Regions from separate parts of the Gossypium hirsutum genome. Here region 2 is linked to region 1. The links are chromatin contacts, called in public Hi-C maps. All regions are on one chromosome and are shown on one strand. The core of a region is the stretch at or near the end of the contact, and the rest is flanking DNA. Distances in the headings are between cores, read along the strand shown. Region 1 holds the start of LOC107908466 (sucrose transport protein SUC3). Region 2 holds the start of LOC107908463 (peptidyl-prolyl cis-trans isomerase CYP23).

Evidence for each region. Hi-C and Micro-C count contacts between places; a contact is called where the count stands out from the background.
Region 2: a Hi-C map of leaf shows a contact between it and region 1, with 3 times the contacts expected there. The contact joins the promoter of LOC107908463 here to the promoter of LOC107908466 in region 1. A contact is called at or near these places in 15 of 34 Hi-C or Micro-C datasets (anther, callus, hypocotyl and 2 more).

What each region holds. Positions count from the first base shown.
Region 1 is chrD02:43,724,658-43,728,598 of Gossypium_hirsutum_v2.1, forward strand. It overlaps LOC107908466 (sucrose transport protein SUC3), which reads right to left and starts at 2,260. Exons shown (of 14, transcript XM_016835642.2): 1 at 1,819-2,260; 2 at 1,119-1,184; 3 at 564-662; 4 at 412-476; 5 at 209-293; 6 at 101-134. The coding sequence starts at 2,124. LOC121214682 (a long non-coding RNA gene) reads left to right here and starts at 2,030. Exons shown (of 2, transcript XR_005910303.1): 1 at 2,030-2,171; 2 at 2,256-2,698.
Region 2 is chrD02:43,858,590-43,862,940 of Gossypium_hirsutum_v2.1, forward strand. LOC107908463 (peptidyl-prolyl cis-trans isomerase CYP23) reads right to left here and starts at 2,612. Exons shown (of 8, transcript XM_016835636.2): 1 at 2,196-2,612; 2 at 1,838-1,951; 3 at 1,589-1,737; 4 at 1,423-1,495; 5 at 1,230-1,319; 6 at 521-560. The coding sequence starts at 2,381. LOC107907641 reads right to left here. Exons shown (of 5, transcript XM_041088660.1): 3 at 3,694-4,024; 4 at 3,436-3,615; 5 at 2,985-3,291. The coding sequence starts at 3,741. The coding sequence ends at 3,121.

The DNA of each region.
Region 1 (3,941 bases), core at 1,010-3,509:
ATCGGAGGTATCAAACCTAAAACATCACAATGATATTATGTATAGACCATAACCGTTTTCTTTTTTTTTTTTCTTTTACTGTCTTAAGAAGGGAGCTCACCAGATAGATCAGCCAAAAGGGCACGAGCTGGTCCCTAGAAAAAATATAAGACTTCAACTATTAGCTCATGTGCATAAAATGAAGAATTAATTGTCATTTAAGGCTTACCTGCACTGTATTGTTAGCAAGATCCAACATCCAAAAGCCGATAACAAAGACAAAAGCCGCCCTTGTTCGTGTACCTTTAAATGTACTACATTGCATACATTATTTTGTCAATCTCTTTATTTTCTTGCAGCAGGAAAAAGAGGTGGGGGAGAGTGAGAGTTGGCTATAAGAGAAGAGAATGAATCAAAAGCAAAAGTGGAAACCTGCACTGCTCCTTCGTATCACCTAATAAGTATCCAATGTCTGCAGAAAACCCGATTATTATCACCTAGATTGCAAACCTTAGTTTAGAATATATATATATATAAAAACATAAACATAGCATAAAAGGAAAACAATCTTCTTTGGTGCTTACAGCAAGAGAGATCATGAGCGCTCCAGCAAGGATAAAAGGCCGCCTTCTACCATATTTGGAAGTGCATTTATCACTCCAAATACCAACACAAGGTTGAACCTAAGATCAAAATGCAAACAATTCTATAAATCATAAATGCAGATAGGTATTATTTATTCTGATTTTGTTTAACTCTAGTCATTTACATTTATCATGTGCCAACACATTTAAAAAAAATAGGCATTAAACACAAAGGTAGCCTGCTTCCTAATTTGCACAGACATACCGGGGGGGGGGGAGAGAGAATGGAAAATTGAATAAGCAAAGAAATTCTCTATTATGCAATCAAACAAATAAATGTTCTAGGGTACCCCCCATCTCTACCTTCTATAACAAAATAGGATACATGAAAGGTAGCCCCAACTATTTAGGAGTTAGTTCAAAATGCAGCACAAGCTATTACAGCAGATCTATCAAGTAACCACATTAAATATCATGTTACACCCATTAGGACTCAAAAATAAAGAGAGGGCAATAATATAGAAAAATACAGCAATATGGTTTCCCATCACCTACCACAAGACCAGTTATCGGACCACAGAGCCAAATAAATGAAGAAAAAGCATGCTCTATTCCAAGTGTCTGCATGAATCAACAAAATATACAGTAATCAGAGAAGCTCAGAGCGTTGAAAAGAAATACAGCCAAGGCTAAAAATAATAATAAATAAAGAGATAGTATTACATAAGCATTAAGCAAGAAGTTGACAAAATATTTTGAGAATTATTTTAATATGCAATTTATTCTTCAAAAAATGACTATAACATTCTTTTCTCTAACTAGTGCGTTTTAATTTATATTGTTAAAGATGATAAGTATTTTATTAGAAAAATTTCCAGAAAATGATAATAAAAGAAAATTTGCCTCTCAACGCCATGATCTCTCTTTCGCAACCTATAACTACACCAATAATTCTTTCTGCAGTACATGAAAACTAAGTAAATTAATGACTAAACAATAATGAAAAAGAATTGTAGCATCTACTATCTAACCAATTCAAGAATACCAACAAGAAGTGCACTTGCTGATTTTATTTTTCTATTTCCTACAGATAACCCCCCAATAACACAAAAATTGTCATTAAATGTAAACACGTTGCACCAAATTCAAACTTCAAAACATTCATAGTCACTAGCCTACTATTTTTCATTAAAATACTTAAACTAACATAAATTACAAGACTAAAGAGAAAAAAAATAAAGAGCATTGGAAAGACCTGAATGTAAGGAGTCAATAGCGATAGTTGTAAAGCCCAACCAAACTGAACCCCGGCGGCGACCGTACAACTAAGAACCAGAGTTATCAAGCTACAATCCTTAGATCCGGCATGGATCGGCGACGATAAGTTAGCGTTTCCATTGGGAACCCTCGAGGCAGGCGACGAAGAAGAAGCTGAAGGAGAGTTCGGAGAGGAATTTAGATCGATCCGAAAATGAGGATCGTCGGTCATTTCAACCTCCAATTCCTTGTTTAAATTCCTGTAGGGGAACCTGATGGGCACTGAGTCACTCATTCCCGCCATAACCTCTTTGGCTCAGTCTCTGATTATCCTTCACGAGTTAACCCAAGGTAAACCTTCGCATTAAAAAAATGAATACAAAATCAATCAAAATTAAAAGTTGAGGAATGAATGTGTTTCAAGATGATATTTAGGTTTAGGTGCAGGGTCCATGTTGATTTGTGTGATGTGTCGGTTGTGAAAACAAAAGTTTGCCATCAAAGGAAAAAGCGATGGGGGCGTTGATTAAGTGGGAGAAAAAGGATGTGATCAGGACCGTTGGTTTTAAGGGACTTTGTCATTTATTGAAGGGATGCTTTTCTTCTTCAGCAAGGGAAAAAGCACACCGACGACGAGTAATCGCCGGATGGACGCTGGAGTCAAGTTTACGGACAAGGTTACTATAATTAAATATAATAGAATGAAGGTAAACTAGATAAGTAAATTATTAGTAAGTTTTCATTTTGATCCTTTATTAAAAAGTTAAGAAAAATAGTCAAATTAAAAAGTTTTCAGTTAGATCATTGAGTTGCTAAAATTATTGTTGCATAGTATTCTCTGTTCACACTCTCTGCATTAATCAAAAGTTCTTTTTCTACTTTTCTTCTACAGTTCAATTTTTTTTCACGAAATAATTTTAAATATTACGAATTTACGAACTAAAATCAAAATAATTTTCTTTTTCTATTTTTGACACTAGCCACTAGATCAACTTGAATTTAAGGGTTTCTTTTAATTTGTTGATGGGTATTGATTTATAGTTCAATGACCATTTTGTAATCTTTTGAAGTTAAATGACCAAAATGTAAATTTACTAATAGTTTAGTAACCTTAAGTGTAGCATAAAGACGCTTACAAAAATATTTATTTGATTGTGGTTTCAAAATAGTCGGTTACTTTACTTATATATGAAAAATATCTTATATACTTTTTAAATTGATAAAAGTATTATAGAGGCACTTGTATTAACACCAGATTACATTTTGCCCTATTTACTTAAAAATGGACAAATTAATCCCTGTGCATTAGATCAAAGAGCAAAATGGTTCTTTTTTATTAAAAATTTCATCTATTTCTATTGCTAAAAATTAGCGTGGTTGACGGAATAACTAAACAATTACACGTAGCATGCTACATGCACCTTATGTTGGCGTACAGAGGCCAAGTTTTAACAATAGAATTTGATGAAATTTTTAATAGAATGATCAGTTTGCTCTTTGATCTAACGTATAATGACTAATTTACCTACTATTTTGAGTGGGGGGAGCAAAATGCAACCCGACTCCTAGTACAAGAGCCTCCATGGTACTTTTACCCTTTAAATTCTAGGGTAAAGCACAATAATAGTCACTCAAATATACACTTTATTCAATTTTGGTCACTTAACTATTTTTTTTTCATTTTAGTCACTTAACTTTTTAAAATTAAATATTTTAGTCATTCTTCCATTAATTATCGTTAACCAAGCAACGAAAAGATGATGTGGGCTTTTATTATTTTAATAATAAATTTAACTTTTTAATGTTTACATGTCCTATCAATTTGATTATAAATCTAAAAAATTTAACAAATTCTATTAAGAAACAATTGAAGCCTTTCTTACAGGGCAATTTTAAAGGGGAAGGTAAGGGTAGAGGTGCTCATGGGCCGGGCGGCCCGGCCCGACCCAACGGCCCGCCGAAATATGGGCTTGGACAAAAAAATAAGGCCCGATTAAAAAATGGGCCGGGCCTCGGGCACAACTTTTTTGGCCAGGGCCTGGCCCGGCCCGGCCCGAATATAATAAATATTTTTATTTTTTAATTTTAAAATACTTTTAAAATACTTTTTTTTTAAATTTT
Region 2 (4,351 bases), core at 1,362-3,861, 130 kb after region 1:
CGGATTGGTAGAAGATCCCATAATGGTTTATCTTACTCTACAATAGGTTTTTGCAAAGTGCAAATCTTTGTGGTCCCTTCCAGGTGCAAGGCAGTACAAGTGGATGGTGTAATGATAGATTTCATACCTTATTAAAATATATACAGAGAAAATAATGCACTGAACTCCATGCTTTTGTTGTACGTTAAATGCTCATGACATCAAGGAATACATGCAGTCATTATGCAACCTTTTACCTAATATCTTGTCAATGCTGTAGAACATAATTACTTATGTCACATCTTAGAAAAATCCCCAGATAACTGCATCACATAACCAGCTTCACGATATCCTGGAAAGCTGAAGTGCTCATATTTTTTAATGCAATATAGTGATCAAAATTATTGTCCATGGAATAGTTTATGTTACTATAATGAATTACATGCAAGGATATATTTCAGCAATGACATGAATGTACCCTTAACCATCCTTGAAATGCAATTATAGAACAAAATGCCATAAGAGGCTGATTAGTTCTCACCATAATAGTAGGATGAAAGAATCGTGATGCGCTCCACAGGCTGGGAAAGACAAACAAAAGTAAATTAGTATTCACAGCAGAAAAAGATGGCATGGACTAGAATCAGCCACAAATTGCAATATTAATTACTTGTTTTCTAAATTCCTATCAGATTAGTTGAACAGAGGATAGAGAAAAGGCCAAACTTTTAAGATAAAATGTAAGAGTACAGTTACAAAGGAATAACCAAGACAGAGATCCTGGACAGGACAGATTTTTGTGCATGAGTGCTGAATAAGAAGATTATAACTGATCAGCAAACTAGCTACATTAAGCTCTATACATCACAGTGAAAGTTGTATGATTATATAACCAGTTCCTGATTTACAACTGTATGTTGCTCATGTTAGTGTCTCCTCTCTTGCTTTATCTTTTTCTTTTCCCTCTTTCTATGGATTATTTAAAAATAAGAATAATATTACTAAGAGGTAAATTCCCTATTTACGAAAATGAAAGAAAAGAGGCCATAAAGGTGAAACAAGAATAGCTAACAATCAAGGAAACTGGTCAATCCTGAGAATTCTCAACTGGTAAGTAAGGACTCATACTATGGAGTAAAATGTTAAAAATCATGATGGATCCACCATGACAACAGTTCTCAAAGGTAAAAAGCATCTTAAATTTTCTAGTACATTACAAAGAAAAACCAGAAAGAGCATCACATTTATACCATTACAAAGATCCCCTCACGATGAGTAGGAAGTTCCTCAAGCTTTCGCAAAGTCTCATCACCTTTAGTGACTTTCCCAAATATTGCATACTTGAAAAGATAAACAGAAAGTCATGTAATAGGTATGCTATTTGTCAAATAAGATTCTGAAATAATCATTCACAATGATGCATAGCAAGTGTGACTGGAATACCTGCCCATCAAGATGAGGAGCATCTCCAAGAAGTATTGAAAACGAGGACTGTGCACTGTCTGGATCAGAATATCTACACCAAAGCAGAACTCGGGGTCATATAAATACATAGAAAATGTATAAAATTAAATTAAATATGAACTCCCAATACATAAGGTGTTTTTACCTCCCCATAGAGAGAATACCTCTCACGTGTTTTACATCACTAAATTCACCAACAATTGTCTTTTCAGCTTCCTTTCTTTGCTCCTCATTCATGGGAGCTGATCTTCCACTTGCAACATCTGCCACTTGGGCTACAAACCCCCTATCAACCTGCAACAATTTTAAATATGTATAACCTCACCCACACCTCAAAATCAGATTAATTAACAACCAAAGACCAAAACCAGTGTTTTCAAGTTCTACCACTCACTCTGAAGAAGTGGTTGGTGTTATAGCAACCAAGACGCACAAGCTTAAAAATGTGATCAACAGTTTTCGGTGCAACACTAGGGTAAAATCCAAATTCAATATCTCCATAATTTGTCTGCACCACAACCAAAAGTTCAGAAAATAACATCAAACAAACTCACAAAATCGAATACCTTTCACACTGGCATTACCAACAACAACTCCCATTTATTACATAATTCACTAAATATAAAACACAAGTACTGGGAAAACTGGGGTAGATAATATGGGAACTGAATGCTGGAATTAGTGGAGTTAAGAAATATATATATGTATATATATATAGGTGAAAGTGAAGTGCAAAGGCAAAAAGAAAGAACCTGGAAAACAACACGAGGCGAGCTTAGCTGGGGTTCTTCAGCCAAAGCACCAACATTAGTAATTACAAATACTAAACTCACCCACCATAAGATCTTCATCTCTTCTTTTCTCCTAGTCTTAGATTCTCTTTTCAACCTTCTTGGCGCTTGATCTAAACTTGCATTTGTCAACTCCCAAACTTTCATTTGACCCAAAATCTATTCTGCCTAAAATCATTTCTTTAAAAGGGGCAACACTAAATTCAGCCGGGTCTTTGAACTACAATAACAACGCCGGGTAGAAGATGGATAGATCATAGTGAATGGTCCAATTTGCTTATGCTTATAAGATCCAGAAGGGCCCAAATGGCTTATTGATCCTAGTATTGCCAATGCATTCATACGACTCCAATGAGTCCCAATATCTTCAATCATTTTGGGTGGAAAATAATTTCTGAAAAATAATTTATTTTAGAAAATGATTTATTGAAAATATTTTTTAGTGTTTAGATGAATTTGTGTAAAATGTTTTATGTTGTTTGGCAGATTTCCTGAAAATATTTTTCAGAAAAGTTATTTTTATATATATTAATAAATCTATATACATATTAATAAATTTTTATATTTTAAATTGTTTTTACCTATATTGCAATGATTTATTTATAAATAAATAAATTAAATTAAATATATAATAATACTCAATTATTAAGCCATAATATTAACCGTCATAAATTGAAAACAACCAAAGTCAAATAAATTATTTGTAATTGTATTAAAAAAAATAAAAAACAAGAATTGAATAATTATAAATTTAGCTTCCAAACCACAATTAATACTAGAAATTAATAATATTATCCAAATGTATAATTAGTGATACACCACATAATAACAACAACATTGTCCAAGTGCATAACTAATATTACACCATATAAAAGTATCAAATTCTTCAACCTTGAGAAAATTTTTGAAGCCAAATTTGTTTATGCTTCTTACTTTTAACTAAAAAAACTTTGGCCTCGAATTCATGACTCACTAGATAATCAAACACAGAACACAAGAAGTCATCATCAAATCCTTCTTCCTCCATCGACATCACTTGTTCGTAAAGCTGTGGTGTCTTATCCGCAGTAAATTGTTCCAAAGCATTAGCAATTTTGCCAAGTTGTTCACCCACAAATTTAATTTGTTCATCAGCGACACTTTATTGAACATTTTTTCTTTTACGTTTGGATGTGCCAGATAAAGATACATTTGTTCTTACCTCTTCAGCCTCTTCATTGTCGCAGCCTACAGGCACTGAATCTTGGTTACCATCATCCAAATCTATGTCAGCAAATGTTCTGGAAAAACTCTCTGTTCCCATATCTTTGCCAACAACCAAAGCCATTTCATCATAATGATCAATGCTTTTATTCAAAAATGGTTCATACTTCTTGTGTGCCTGTTGGATATTATACACAATTAGAATAACAAGTAAAAAACAATTGAAATATACTTAACATATATATACATATATTACCATCGCTGCTACATCATCTGTCGCTCTATCACATGTGATCATTTTCATGTTATCATCCCATCCAAAACCACTTTCACCTCGAATTTTGTATATAATCTGCTACTGATTTTTTATAGTCCTCAAATGATTTTCCACGTACTTCGCATTACATTGGACTTGGAATCTTTCAGAAATAGCTTTGACAACTCGATTAATAGAAATTGCTCTGAAAGTATTAGAAGGCTTATTTCCTTTTTAGGCCTCCTCTGCTAGAATTTCAAGAAAAACATGTTCCATCAGTTTTGTCCACCTGAATTGCTTGGAGGTCTCTTCTTTGTTGCTCTTACCCATTCTACATTAATACTTGTCATTGTCAATCATTTCAATATCCAACAAGCTTAAAACATAATAAATTCAATATCTAACAAGCTTAAAACATAATCAATATCTAACAAATTCAAGACATAATAATTTCAAAATCCAACAAACTAAAATTTCAATATCATTATCCAACCAACATTAACAAAAAATAATAATTTTAATACTAAAACATACATAACATAGAAACAATAACCCTAAGCCCTAAACCTACCTAATATTTCTAGCCATATAATCAGTCCACATAGTTTGTGCAATTTCGTCTCTTTTAGAAGGCCATTCTATTGCTTCTTCTCTTTCT